Linked DNA regions of Sus scrofa: region 2 is linked to region 1. A link is a contact called in public HiChIP or PLAC-seq data. All regions are on one chromosome and are shown on one strand. The core of a region is the stretch at or near the end of the contact, and the rest is flanking DNA. Distances in the headings are between cores, read along the strand shown.

Evidence for each region. HiChIP or PLAC-seq counts read pairs in DNA pulled down with a chosen protein or histone mark.
Region 2: a contact with region 1 is called in an H3K27ac HiChIP or PLAC-seq map of alveolar macrophages. The contact joins the enhancer-like site here to the promoter of L3MBTL3 in region 1. A contact is called at or near these places in 1 of 5 promoter capture datasets (liver), 14 of 47 Hi-C or Micro-C datasets (alveolar macrophages, brain, embryonic fibroblasts and 8 more) and 2 of 2 datasets of contacts at active chromatin or transcription factors (alveolar macrophages and skeletal muscle).

The regions. Positions count from the first base shown.
Region 1 is chr1:33,316,631-33,323,622 of Sscrofa11.1, reverse strand. L3MBTL3 (lethal(3)malignant brain tumor-like protein 3) reads left to right here and starts at 4,146. Exons shown (of 23, transcript XM_021088384.1): 1 at 4,146-4,307.
Region 2 is chr1:33,683,839-33,690,980 of Sscrofa11.1, reverse strand. ARHGAP18 (rho GTPase-activating protein 18) reads right to left here. Exons shown (of 15, transcript XM_021088430.1): 9 at 5,478-5,637; 10 at 2,448-2,530. Among named protein-coding and RNA genes, the nearest start is that of ARHGAP18, 160 kb to the right of the region's middle. Within about 2 kb of position 5,205, at least 1 of the 83 cell types and tissues checked has an H3K27ac peak or open chromatin away from gene starts, as enhancers often do. A contact at or near this core is called in alveolar macrophages, where this site is marked.

The DNA.
Region 1 (6,992 bases), core at 2,897-5,396:
ATGACTAATATATCCTTTTTCTTTCATCCTCAACATTTCAATTACATTTCTCTATCCTAAGCCCTGTGCTAAGAATGTATACAGCTATGACAGAAGAAAGATAACCAGAATTCAAATTTGAGAACTATATGAACATTTTAGTAGTATCTAGAACACTAATAAGAAAATCAAACTCAGCCCTTGTAAATAAATATCAATAATAAGAATCTTGGCCAAATCAATGTCATTTTTATACTTGGAAAAACATGGAACACACAATGGTGTAGACTAAACAATTCAATAACTTGACTCACACTTAAAAGTAAGATAATATGTAGTATTGTTCATTTTAGAAAATTTCTATGGAAAGATTCAATTTCACCTTAAGACTTGTGACCAATAGCACACATTACAACATGGGAAACTGGGGTTAGGAAAGCAGCTTGTGGCTATGAAACAGATCAAAGCTAGCTGGCCATTAGGGAATGGAACCCATGACCTTCATCTCATTAGTATCAGGTTTAAACCAACGGAATGAGCTCTAAACTGATAACATTCTGTTACCTGGCAAATGGATGGATTTTTTTCACTCCTTACTTAAAATTCTTTTCTTGGTTCCATATTATTTGTACTAAAACAGTGTTGCTGTTATGTACACGGAAGGATGGAAAGGGACATGGCTTTCAAAGAGGTCTTAGCAGTCCATTACTACTCTGTTTTTTGTGTGTAACTAGTGAGAGAATTCAAACGCTGAAACATCAAGTGACCCGCCTCCTGGTTCCCAGTGGTGGTGGCAGCACTGCATTACAATGAAAATCTCTTGGACTTCACTCCTGGTCACTTACAATCTGTGCGTGGCCGGCTGGTGGAGGAGGGTGTCCTTGAATTGTTCCAGGATGGAGGAGGATGTCCTAACAGTGCAGAACAAGCTTAGTGTTAGGAAAAGGGAGTGTAGGTTGCTAAATTGAATTCACACAGAGTGGAGGTTACAGGATGGAGTACAGTCAGAGAGGTTTTGAATGACCTTCATCCAGGAGGTGATGAAGCCTCAAAGTGTATCCGAAGAGTGCGTACAGTGATTTGTTTAAAACCTTTTCCATGTAAAATGGCTTTAGCTTCAGAATGTGTAGGAATGGAGTAACCTGAAGTCATGTGGGGTATAAATAAATAAATACAACAAAGGTAAAGGAATGGTTAATACTTTAGTCTGGGATGTCAGGAAAGTTATCGATCTGGTCTAAGGATGGATTAGGTATATACATTTGATAGGGTAGAGCAGGGTGGGATAGAAAGGGGGGAGAGTGGTGGAGAATGATGAGATTAAGGGATGCTGGAAAGAAGGGATTCATCATGAATTATTAACCAGTGACTGAATAGTGAAAGGGGGAAGAAAGACAAAAAGCTTCTATTGGCATATTACCATTTAGGAACAGATGGAGAAAGGTCCTGTAAATACTACCAGTTTATATAAAGAATAATGGAATGTTATCTAAATTCTAATATCATATTCTGCCTTTGTCTCAGAAATGGCACCAGTGGATTCTTGGTAGAAAAATCTTACCCATGAGTGCCTTCAAAATATTTCCCATCTGGAACCACATCTTGGGAACAACTTGTGTTCAATCTTTGAGGTTTTACTGATGACCTCTGTGGCACAAAGGCAATGTATTGTAGAGATCCCCAACTCATCCTTATTTTTTATTTTTTTATTCTTTTGGGCATGCCTATGGCATGTAGAAGTTCCCAGGCCAGGGACTGAACCTGTGTCACAGCAGTGACCCAAGCCACAGCAGTGACAACACTGGATCCTTAATCCCCTAGGCCACCAAGGAACTCCAGCTTATCCTTATTTTGTTAGTGAACCTCGATATGTGAGTAGGTACAAGGCAAACCTTACTCTCCAAACCTCTGGAGCTTTACTCAGGGTTTCTCTGATTGGATCACCTTCCCAGAGAAAAAGGAGACACTGCACACTTGTCCCTCAGGAATCAGCTTAGTTACCACCTTTTCTGGAAAGCCTTCCCTTACTGCAATAGATGCTTCTCAATTGTACTTCCTTTCATACCCCAAGTACAACTTCCACTGCAAGGTGAAGCAAGTTCATTAGGCTGTCTGTTTTGCCCGATTGAATTCTGTGGCCTCATATTTTTTCTTTTTTGGGGTGCACCTGTGGCATATGAAGTTCCCAGGCAAGGAGTTGAATCAGAGCTGCAGCTGCCAGCCTACGCCACAGCCACAGCCACGCCGGATCCATCTGAGCTGCCCTATGTCCAGCTGCTTCTGCAAACTATGCGGCAGCTTACAGCAACACTGGATCCTTAACCCACTGAGCAAGGCCCGGGATTGAACCCACAACCTCATGAATACTAGTAGGGTTCTTAATGCGCTGAACCACGATGGGAACTCCATCTCTTGGCCTAGTTTTGATCATCTGTTTATCCCTAACACCTTGTAGCATGATTAGCACAAGGTAGGCCTTGATTTTAAGTTTACAGACTGTGGAACCAACATCCCCAAAAATATATATGAAATAGAAATATCATCCATAAATTATCTAGAGAGAACACATCTAAAATGGATTTTTAGAAAGAGGAATCTAAAAGTAATGTTATTTTCTTTGGGGGTAAAGTCTTAGTTTTGCACATAGCTCCTGGTAACAATGCCTTTGGCCATTTCACTGCTTATAATTCAAGGGCTAGGGAGGAAAGGAGAGAAGCTAAAATTCAGATCAGTTAATTAAACTGTTTGGGAGCAGCTCGAAAAAGGTTGGATGTGGTAGGTGAAATCAATGAGATTACCTATAGCTCTCACTAACCCAGCCTTCCCACTTTGCACCCTTAAACCACTGGTTGCCCAACAAATGAAGCATACTCTATAAACTCATTTCAGCTTCACAGAGTTCGTTTCTTTGTCTTGAGTACATGTCAAGCCCTATGTCCTGGTTTTTGGTTTGGAGAATTCGGTCACTGTACCAACACACGACATAGTCGGGTGGTCTGCTTCTCTAGGGTAATTTCATGGTCCTAAGGAAAGAATTTAACAGTTTATTTTCTGAAACTGGTTCAAGGAACATTCCTTAAGTGAAAAAATTCAATCAAGAATATTATTACTTACATTTTGAGGAAGGATTTTTTAAAGCAGAATTTCCATCTGTGATATATTTAAATTCTAGACCTCAGGCAGCAATTTCGGAAAAGGGCCTCCTTTACCCTTTATTAGATACAAACTAAATACTCCACTCTGAGTAGTGGGGCCTTACTTTGTCTCCCCACTCCTGTGAAATGTAAGACTTGCTTCCACCATTTCTGAAATTATGAGTGCTACTTTTTTTTTTTCTCGCAAACTCTGTTATGAAGGTAAACATATTTATTACAACTTCAATTTCTTGAATTATTTTCTAAGTACTTGCATCTAGTAGAAAAGGAGCATGGTGAACTGCCCAAAAAAGAAGCCTGCAGTCAATAAGTGGAAAGCTGTCAATACAGAAATACAATACTCTTGCTTGATTAGTTTTGATGCCTTAACAAAGCAGGTTTTGCTGTTTAGGACTGCTCAGCCATCTTGACTGAATACGTTCAGAGGGTAGTCCACGGCCGACCTGCTTATTGTCAAGGGACTTTAACACTGATTTCCAAGTTGACATACGAATCCCAACATATTTCACAACCGAGGCCTAACATGTTTAAGCTGTCAATAAAGACCAACACTTAGGAAACGCAAGGCACGCGCAAGTTTTATATGCACACTTTATAACGCATTCTTCCAGTCCTCAAAGAGGGGGGAGGTTCTATAGCCTAGAAGCTTAAAACTTTATTTCTTATTTTTCATGACCTGTAGCACGCGTTTAGCCTTTTTGGGTTGTGTTTGTATAAGGCTGTGGCCCACTCTTGAATGGCTGAAAGCAGACGTTTAACAGTACATGGTGGATTAGCTGCTCAGAGAAATGCCTTTTTAAAAAAGTAAAGTGAAAAATAGACAAAGAAATCTATAATCTTAGCAGTCTTTCATATTTGTTTTGATTGTTCTTGAACCAGCCCTGAGCCGGTGACAAGGATATTGAAAAGATGCACCTGAAACAGTATCTGCGGGCTGCTGCATTTGCCAACCGGCTTTATTGCTGCTTTCCAGTGGCGAAGGCGCAGCAGCATTAACAGGGAAGCCAGAGCGAGCCTCCCCGGCAGCGGCGGCGGCGGCGGCACAGGCACCAGCGCAGTTTCCCCCTCTCCCCAGCCCTGACTCTACGCGCACATGCGCACTGCGCCCGCAGCCCTGGACCATTTGTCAGGACTACTCGTGAGACGGAGAAAAAAAAAAGAGAAAATTTGGGGGTAAGAAGCGGTTGATCGGATCTAATCTCTAATTAATATGAAGATTTGTCCGTGCAAAAGCCATTCATTTATTTTTCTGGGGGAGGATGAAAGTTAAGAGACCTATAGAGAGAAGGAAGCGCACCCTCGTCTTGTGAAACAGATCAGGGGAGGGGAAAGGACAGAAGGGGTTTCTCCCCCACTTCTCTGCGCCTCTGGGAAAGAGGAGAAAACTTAATCCCGGGGAAAAAAGTGGGCAAGTGACTCGGAAACGGCTGGAGGGGGAGTCTCTGGGCATCTCACTCTTAAGTAGTGAGTGCGAGTGTGAAAGAGGAACAAAAGAGAGAGAAAAGAGAAAGGAAAAAATGGGGGGAGGAGAGACTTGTATTTTTTCCTTTGCGCGCACACGGGGAAGGGTGTGGGGGGCCGTGCGGAAGGGAGCCGGGGCGAGGCGGCCGCGTCGGGCTCTCGCCCGCGCGCAGGCGGCGGGATGCGTGTGGGCCCCCTCCCCCGCGCCCCCCGAGCTTGTCACTTTGGTCGCTTTCATGACACCGGGCGCGGGGTGGGGGAGCGCGGCGGCGCCGGGCTCCGCCGGGGTGCGTGCCCGAGTGGGCGCCGCGGAGCCGCAGCCCGGGCGGCGAGCGCGGCGGCCCAGGCGGGGGGCGCTGCCGGGGGTGGGGGGAGCGCGGGGGCGGCCGGGGCCGCGGATCGGTGCGGCGGGAGGCGCGAGCCCCGCGCGCCGCCCCTGCGGCCCCCTCCGCCCGTGTGGCCTTTGTGCCGGGCGCGCACCGGAGAGCGGGCGAGCGAGCGCGAGAAGTACAAGTACGGGAGACCGAGGCAGTGGGAAAAGAGGCCGGGCCACTTTCTCCCCGCTCTGGCTGCGGAGAATGGACTGGTTGAATGTGCAGGCGCGTCTCCCCGGCGTGTGCTGTGTGTGTGTGTGCGCGGCGGAAAGGCCTCCCCGACTCCCACCGCGCACACGCACACTCACACGCACGCACACACTCACGGACCCGCGGCGGGCTCGGCGGCCGAGAGTTTGCGTTTTCTTCCTCGCCGCCTCCCCCTTCCCGACCGACTGTGTGAGAATTTCATATAGATCAGCTCCAATTTCCGCCATTTTGGGAAAGTTGCACAAAAATAAACCCTCCGGTTTATTTCTGCCCGAGGCAGGAAAGTGCTTCGGGAAGCGAGGCGGCGCGGGCCCGCCGCGGCCGTCCGCGCCGAGGAGGGCGCGGGCCGCGGGCCGGGCCGGGAGCCCGCGCCGTCGCGGCGTTCGCCCCGCGCCGTGCCGCGCAGCGCCGGCCCGGGTGCGGGCGCGGGCGTGTGTCGGGAGGCGGCGGCCGCGGCGGCGGTAGCGGCGGGCGGCGGCGGCGGCGGCGGCAGCCGCGCCGGGGCGGCGGGCGGAGGTGGTGAAGGCGCGGGGCTGCTTTTCCTGCAACTTGTTTACGCCGTCCTTATACTGGGGAGGCAAAGAGGGGTCCGAGGCGGGGCCGCCGCCCGCCTCGCGCCGCGTGCGTGTGCCATTCCGGAATAATGGGTTTTGCACACTAGCGTCCTGGGCCCGGCGGGCCGTCCTCGCGCCGCGGCGGCCGGGCGGGGGGAAGTAGAGGCCGGCGGGGGTGGGGATCGGGAAGCGCAGGAGCCGAGGCATCCGCCGCGCGCCCCGCGAGCTGGTGGGGGGTGGAGAGGGAGGAAAACTTGTGAGCCCTGGGCGCGGGGGAGGGGGGCACGGTGGCACGGGCGGGGGGAGGGCGCAACTTTTGTGCTGGTGGTAAAACTTTAATTACCTTGAAAGAAAAGGGCCCTCCGGTCTCCCCCACCCCTTCTGGTCAAAGCCCGGCCCTAGCGCGACCGTGAGAGAAAGTTTAAAACCGGGCAGTTTCCTCCCCGCCTTCCCCGCGAAGGGGTGGGGGTATCTGTTTGTCCGTCTGCGCTCGGAGAGAGGTGGGGGTAAGGAACCGCCCTTCGGGGTCGCGGAGACCGCGGCTCTTACCCCACCCTTCCACGGGGAGACGAAGGTAAACGTCGCTTCGGTTTCCCTCCTACCTCCCCCCCTCCCCGCTTCCTTTTCCTCCCCCTCCCCGCCGATTTTTTTGAGGGGACCCAAAAAACGGAGTCTCTTTCCTTATGCAACTTCCTCGGGCGCTGTGAGCACGGCCCTTCCCCCTCCCTGCATCCCTCGGCCCGCTCCTTTACCACCTCGGGTCTACCGCCGGAAAAATGCATTAGAGCTCATTCAGAGTGCCTAAGAAACAAAAATAGATTTTTGATTGCTCTAAGTTAAGAGAAACTGAGATGAGAAATAAGAATGGGGCGGGGGGAGAGGCTGGGACGAGTGCGTCGAATTTTAATTTTGGTTTTCCTAGAGCGTTGTTTGGAATAGCTTTATTAGTGTGGGGAGCCCGAGAGCCTCTGTACTGGCGAGCTCGGTCGCGTGGATTTTTGCGCAAGTTTTTAGAAAAACACTGACTCGAGTAGAGCATTTCTCCGGAAAGTTTCAAGTGCAGCAAAATAGCGAACGTACAAAACTGGCCAAGGGGAGACCTCTAGTGGTTGAACGCATCTTTAAGTTCGGAAGGCCGAGAGCAAACTTTGGCCTTTACTTTTAGCTACGTAGTCCGTTCAGACGTGGAAGTAATTAGACGACCTGAGCGAGCCGCCAGATGTTGTATGAAAGGATGCTAATCAGAAATAGGAGGTTTA
Region 2 (7,142 bases), core at 3,956-6,455, 370 kb before region 1:
TCGTAGAATTCATTAACAAACTAGGATTTTACACCTAAAGGTTTTCAGCAGCACAGCAGGATAGCAAAGGGGCCTATGAGGTGCTGGTAACTGGAACCTAGGTCTGATTTTTTTTTTTTTTTTTTTTTTAATGCTTTTTAGGCCTGCACCTGCCGCTGGCCTAGCCACAGCTCACAGCAAATGTCGGATCCTTAACCTACTGAGTGAGACCAGGGATCGAATCTGCATCCTCAAGGACACTGATGAGGTTCATAATCTACTTAGCCACAATGGGAACTCTCAGGTCTGATCATTTAGATAGATGATTAAAACATTATTGCTTTATTAGTTCTATTAGCCTGGGTTATCATGCTGATGGGCACCTTTAGGTGAATAAGGAAAACAAAACAAAACAAAAAAAAACCATTGAATTCCTCTTTCTGGGTCATGGATGTCCTGTGTCAAAGGCAAGGCTAACAGGCAGAGAATGGACCAGAAATCAGTCCCTGGGCCAGATGTCCCTATCTTAGCCACATTCTACACACCCATACACAGTAGCCCTGGTCACACAAGGTTTTTATGCAACCTTTCTGGAGTTGGTCTCTGTCTCCAAAACCAAAGCGAATCAAACTGAATCCGCCTTTTCAGTTACTCATTTGACAATCAGTGAAGCAAAAGATTATTTTCTGGCTTAGTAATGGGAGTAACGCTGGAAGTTCTCCTGTCACGACGCAGTGTTTTCGCTCCAGCCGTTCTCATCAACTGCTTCATCCAGAAAAGTTGAGTATTAACATTCATTGCATGGGCATGGAATTCACTCATTTAGTTTCAGTTCAAGGAGTCTTAATAAGGTACAGAAGAAAAATTTCCTAGATTTACCAACTGGTGGTTTTGTTTTCTTGACAAATGATTTTTTTATTTTTTCATTTTAAATAGAAAGAACTACATGGGGTAAAAGGGTAAGGGTTTCACCTTTACCTGTATGAAAAATAATTTTTTTAAGGCAAGAGTAAAACATAAGGTAAATACCCTAAATTATATTTCTAGGGGTTCTCTTGTGGCCCAGTGGGTTAAGGATCCATCATTACCGCAACAACAGCTTGAGAATGCAGCTTCAATTCCTGGCCTGGGAACTTTCACAGGCTGTGGGCATGGCCAAAAATTACCTTTTTTTTTTTTTTTTTTTTCCTTTTTCGGTCACATCCATGGCCTATGGAAGTTCTCAGGCCAGGGGTCGAATCTGAGCCACAACTGTGACCCACTCCACAGCTTTGGCAGGGCCAGATCTTTAACCCACTGCTATGGGCCAGACATTGAACTCACACTGCCACAGAGACAAGAACAGATCCTTAACCTGCTGTGTCACAGCAGGAACTCCCGAAAATTGTATTTTTAAAGTTTTCTTTTTTCTTTCATAAAAGTTTATAATTAAACCTTTTCCAACTACTCTATAATTTTTGCCATTAAGGAAAAAGTCAATCAATGTGGAATAATCCACTGATTATTATGAAAGTCCTTGGCAACACATACAAGCAGCAGCATTAAACCATGTGAATATTAGACCAAATCACTTTGAAATGAGAATGTAAATCAGAAATTCAGGGTAGGCCCTTTGAGAAATAACTAAAATTTATTTGAGTTAGTCTATCTTTTGGCTAACTAATCAAATGCTTCAAAATTATCACTGACTTATTTCAAACTCTACTGCTTGGAACTACAAAAAAAATCTAACATCTATGGGCAACAGTGGGTTATATTTGATGAGCCTCAGGATTTTTTTTTTTCGTGTTTTTGGTTTTTGTTTGTTTGTTTTTTGCTTTTTAGGGCCACACCTGTAGCATATGGAGGTTCCCAGGCTAGGGGTTCAATCAGAGCTACAGCTGCTGGCCTACGCCACAACCACAGCCACGCAGGATCCGAGCCGTATCTGCAACCTACACCACAGCTCACAGCAATGGTGGATCCTTAACCCACTGAGCAAGGTTAGGGATGGAACTTGCAACCTCATGGTCCCTAGTCAGATTCATTTCTGCTGCGCCACAATGGGAATTCCCAGGATTTTATATTTGAATATATATATATATTTTTTTTTTTTTACCTTCATAATACATGCTCACTAAATAAAATTTGGAAAATGCAGAAAAACAGAAAGAAAGGAAAAACCAAAAAGCACCCATGCTTCTGTTAACAACTGAATCTCAATCACCCATTTTGGTAGAAAGAAATGTTATAGTTGAAAAATATCCAAAGAAACAAACCAACCCCCCCCTCCATGATACTATTAACATGACTAGTTAATAAATTAATAAAGAGTTAAAGACTTTCACCATCGTTCCTTAAAAACAGGTCTTTTCTTTATAGACAACTACTAATATTTCCACAATACCATCATTTTGTTTCGTAACAAATAATGAAAAATTACTCTGCTTAGTTCCAAGGGATATTTAACATAAATGAATCCAGCTGACCTTGAGTGTGTCTCTGTTTGCATCAGGCAGGAGGATGACAAGAAGGTTCAAGGCCTGTAGCTGCTGCTTCTTGGTTGGAAGATCTGCAGACAGATTAAATAAATCTGAACACTCGTCTTTACCAAATATTTCTCTTTACTTTCTTTCTCATTTTGTTAAAGAAAAAAAAGTTATTTGGCATAAACTTCACTGCGAAATCTAAGACAGAATGACTGAGCTGCAAACCTTGTTGAGAGTGTGTTGGGGGGAGATTAGGAGAAGCAGCTGTTGCTGGAGAGCTTTGTCTCTCCGAATGCTTACTACCAACTGTGATCGTATGATGGGGGGGCCTTATGTTTGCAGACACACAAGAGTGCTTTGGAAATAATCTTAACTTCTGCATGATCATTACTTCTCCATGAAAAGACACAGAAGACTGGACCTTCTAGGATGCAGTGTCAGGGTGCATCTGTCACAGTGAAGTTTGTTTCTTTTAGTGGCGAGTGAACATATGACATGGTGTACATGTGAGAGGTCACCAGTTCCAAGAGGAGTGTGTAAAACAGAGCCTGGACCACACAGCAGGTGTTCAATAAGTGTTTATGGAATGAATGGGAAAAGCAATCTGCAATGAAAAAGCTGAAGAAGGACATTATGATCATTTTCATTGGTCCCTACCCCATCAAGTAATACTCATGGATATGTGGAATCTTTCTGGCATTTGTTTTACAGGGATAAACTTGGTCTTTTAATCTATATCCAAGGAATACATATATATGTATGTATGTATGTTAAGTAGCACAACCTAACCATGAAAAAATACTTTACTACACAGATAATTTCGGTCCTGTCTCTCCTACAATTTCTGCAGCAATGTTATGATAGGAGATAACCCAAGGGAAACATCTCCATGTGACATGATTTAAGAACAGCCTGGTGTATAATGGAATAAAATTGAGCCATTAAAAAAAAAAAAATGAAAATCTGGGAGTTCCTGTCGTGGCTCAGTGGTTAACGAATCGAACTAGAAACCATAAGGTTGCAGGTTCGATCCCTGGCCTCGCTCAGTAGGTTAAGGATCCGGCGTTGCCATAAGCTGTGGTGTAGGTTGCAGAGGAGGCTCAGATCTGGCATTGCTGTGGCTGTGGTGTAGGCTGGTGGCAACAGCTCTGACTAGACCCCTAGCCTGGGAACCTCCATGTGCCGTGGGTGTGGCCTAGAAAAAAGACAAAAAAAAAAAAAAAAAATCTAGGAGTTCTCATCATGGCTCAGTGGTTAATGAATCTGACTAGCATCCATAAGGACGCAGGTTTAATCCCTGGCCTTGCTCAGTGGGTTAAAGATCCAGTGTTGCCATGAGCTGTGGTGTAGGCTGCAGAAGAGGCTCGGATACCATTGCTGTGGCTGTGGTTGAGGCTGGCAGCTGTGGCTCCGATTGGACCCCTATACTGGGAATCTCCATATGCTGCAGGTACGGCCCTAAAAAGACAAAAAGAAAAAAAGAAAATCTTGCCATTTTCAACAACATGGATGAAGTTCGAGTGCATTATGCTATGTAAGGTTAAGACAGAGAAAGACAAATAACCTATGAGCCCTATAATCTCACTTATATGTGGAACCTAAAAAAAAAAAAAAAAAAAAAAAAAAAAAAAAAAAAACAAAAAAAAACCAGCTCATAGATACAGACAATAGACTGGCGGAACTCTCTGAACTATCACAGGTACTGGCGACTGGTGGTTGGGGGTGGGAGGAGATGGGTGAGGGGACTCAAAAGGTACAAATGTCCAGTGACAAAATCAGTAGTCCTGGGGAAATAATGCACAGCATGGCAACTAGGGTTAATAATATTGTATTGCCTATTTGTAAGTGTTTAAGAGTAGAAACAAAAAATTCTCATAAAAAAATTTTCTGTAATTATGCGTAGTGACATATTAAGTAGACATTATTATGACTTTTTTGCAATATGTACAAATAATGAATCATTACACTGTACACTTGAAACTAATATTGTATGTCAATTATAAAAAAAAAAAAAAAGAGCCTGGAACAGTTCTGGTTGACACTACAGCACAGCATAATCATTCACAGCTCTTCCCTTTTACTCTCAAAAGGGTCTCAATTTGGCATTTAAAGTACATTTTGGGAGTTCTCATTATGGTGCAGTGGAAACAAATCCAACTAGTAACCATGAAGTTGCGGTTCGATCCCTGGCTTCACTCAGTGGGTTAAGGATCCTACGTTGCTATGGCTGTGGCTCCGATTAGACCTAGCCTGGGAACCTCCATATACGCCAGGGGTGCAGCCCTAAAAGGCAAAAATAAAATTAAAAATAATAAAGTCCCGTTTGGCCACTAGAATGTGGTGACAACGTTTTTCCTTTTCTGGGGGTCTCTAGGACTCAAAGAGGTAACTCTGCCAGTACATGAACCTCAAAAGATCTCCATGTTCACTGGAAAGGAATGGAGAACTCATGGAGACACTGATTTGGAGCCTGCCCAAGACCACAATATGGTGAGACTTAGGAAATGTGCTGTCCCCCGCCAATGAGACAGCATTGTTGTTGATTTGTTCTATGTTTCTGCACAACAATCTCAGAAGCTAATTTTTCAAGAAATAATCACAGACTTTGCCACTTCTCCTTGGGCTTTTGCAATAACTGTTAATCCACAGATTCTCCAGGAAGTGTTGTTTTTAACATTTAGCAAGCCAACTGTATGGGAGAACTTATATTTGTATGATTCACTCTATTATAAAAGAAATGTGACGTTTCCAGTTTCATTTAACATGAGAATACATCTATTGCATTGCTTAAAGGGCATGCAGTTCATTTGTACCCAAAGAGAACCCACTAGTATCTATTTACTCAGAAGTGTGTATCTATAAAGGAAAAAAGAAAACATCACGTGACATTTGAGCACTCGCCAACATCTGTGAGTCAGGAGGTCTATCCACATGCATCTGGTTATATTCTTCGTGACACAAAATGACATTAAAACGATTAACATGGATGGCACCGGCACAAGGACTGCTTCAAAGAGGGATGGCACTCACTCTGGACAGCCTGAAAGGCTTTGAGGTATTCTACACTGAGCAGTGGCTGCGGCAGCTCCCGGATGAAGAGCTTCAGCAGGCTGGCGGCATCATGCTGCTTGACACTTTCCCAATTAAAAGTCCCTTCATAAAACTTTGCTTCTAGTTCTTGGCAAAGATTCTGAAAGGCAGAAGGGGGGTGGGGGTGGGCAGGGAGGTGAGTTCCCAGTAAGTGCATTTTTTTTTCCTGCTGTGACTGATACACTTTCCACTTGATGAGATTCTACTCTTTTGAAAAGACATCCAGAAGTACCAGAGGCCAATACTTTCTCCCTTACTCAGAAAAACACTACTCCCCCCACCATCCCCAGAGGACTTCACCAAAGAAGATGATACCAAAGGCCAAAAGATTCCAAAACCTGACATTCTCCTGGACATGCAACACACCTTAAGCAGTAAAGGTTGAGTGAAAAGATCGGTTAAAATATAAAGGGAATGCTCCCCAATATTCTGCGATAACCTATATGAAAAAGGCACTTGAAAAGGGATGGATGTGTGTATGTGTTTAACTGAATCGCTTTGTTGTACAGCAGGAGCTATCACAACATTGTAACTCAACTACATGTCAATAAAATTTTTAAAAGTGGAAACAAAAAATGGTTCTGACTATCAATGGTGCCTGTGCGTATGAGCTATAAGGTCACCCTAAGCTCAGAGTTATTAAAGCCAGGGGAAAAATTTTTGTAAAAAATGGTTAAAATAACCTTTACATTTGGGGGGCTTTACTTAGACAATATAATTTGTCGCTAACTTTAAAAAAATCATTAAAAAACAAGTATATGTTTTGGGACTTCCCATGTGGCTCAGTAGGTTAAGAACCCGACTAGTATCCATGAAGACATGGGTTTGACCCATGGTCTCACAAAGTGGGTTTAAGGATCCGGTGTTGCCACAAGCTGTGGTATACAGGTCACAGATGCAGCCCAGATCTGGCATGGCTGTGGTTGGCAGCAGCAGCTCTAATTTGACCCCTAGCCTGGGAGCTTCCATATGCTGCAGGTGGAGCCCTTAAAAAAAGGAAAAAGAAAAAAAAAAAGTCTATGTTTTAAATTATGTTCTGATGTACATTACATAACAAAATACATAATCAATCCCTGGAGCTAAGCAGAAGGCCATGTATGATTAGTCACCACTGGGAAATGGCAAACCAAATCCCACAGCAAATGAGGCACAAAAATGTATCAATATACCTGTCTTAAGTGCACAGGCCGTCAGTGACACAGCCATCCTGCTGCCAGCTGCAAAAAACAGTTGGAATCCTTGTGGAATTAGAAATACCTAGTTCATTTACCTCAAGGACTCTACAAAATTTGCCACACAGATTATTAATAATAAATCAATTTAATTTCATAATTACTATTTGCTACATGCTTTTTCACTGTGGCATAAATCCTATCATGTTAGAAATCCTTCCAATGTTCTGTCACTTCCTTCTATTATTTGAAACTGTTCTCCCCAAGGAACATTCTTTGCTATTCCTATAAGGTGAATTTATTATGCCTTTTTGTGTGTGTGTGTGTCTCTCTCTCTCTTTTGGGCTGCACCTGCAACATATGGAGGTTCCCAGGCTAAGGGTCGAATCGGAGCTGTCGCCACTGACCTACACCACAGCTCATGGCAACACCG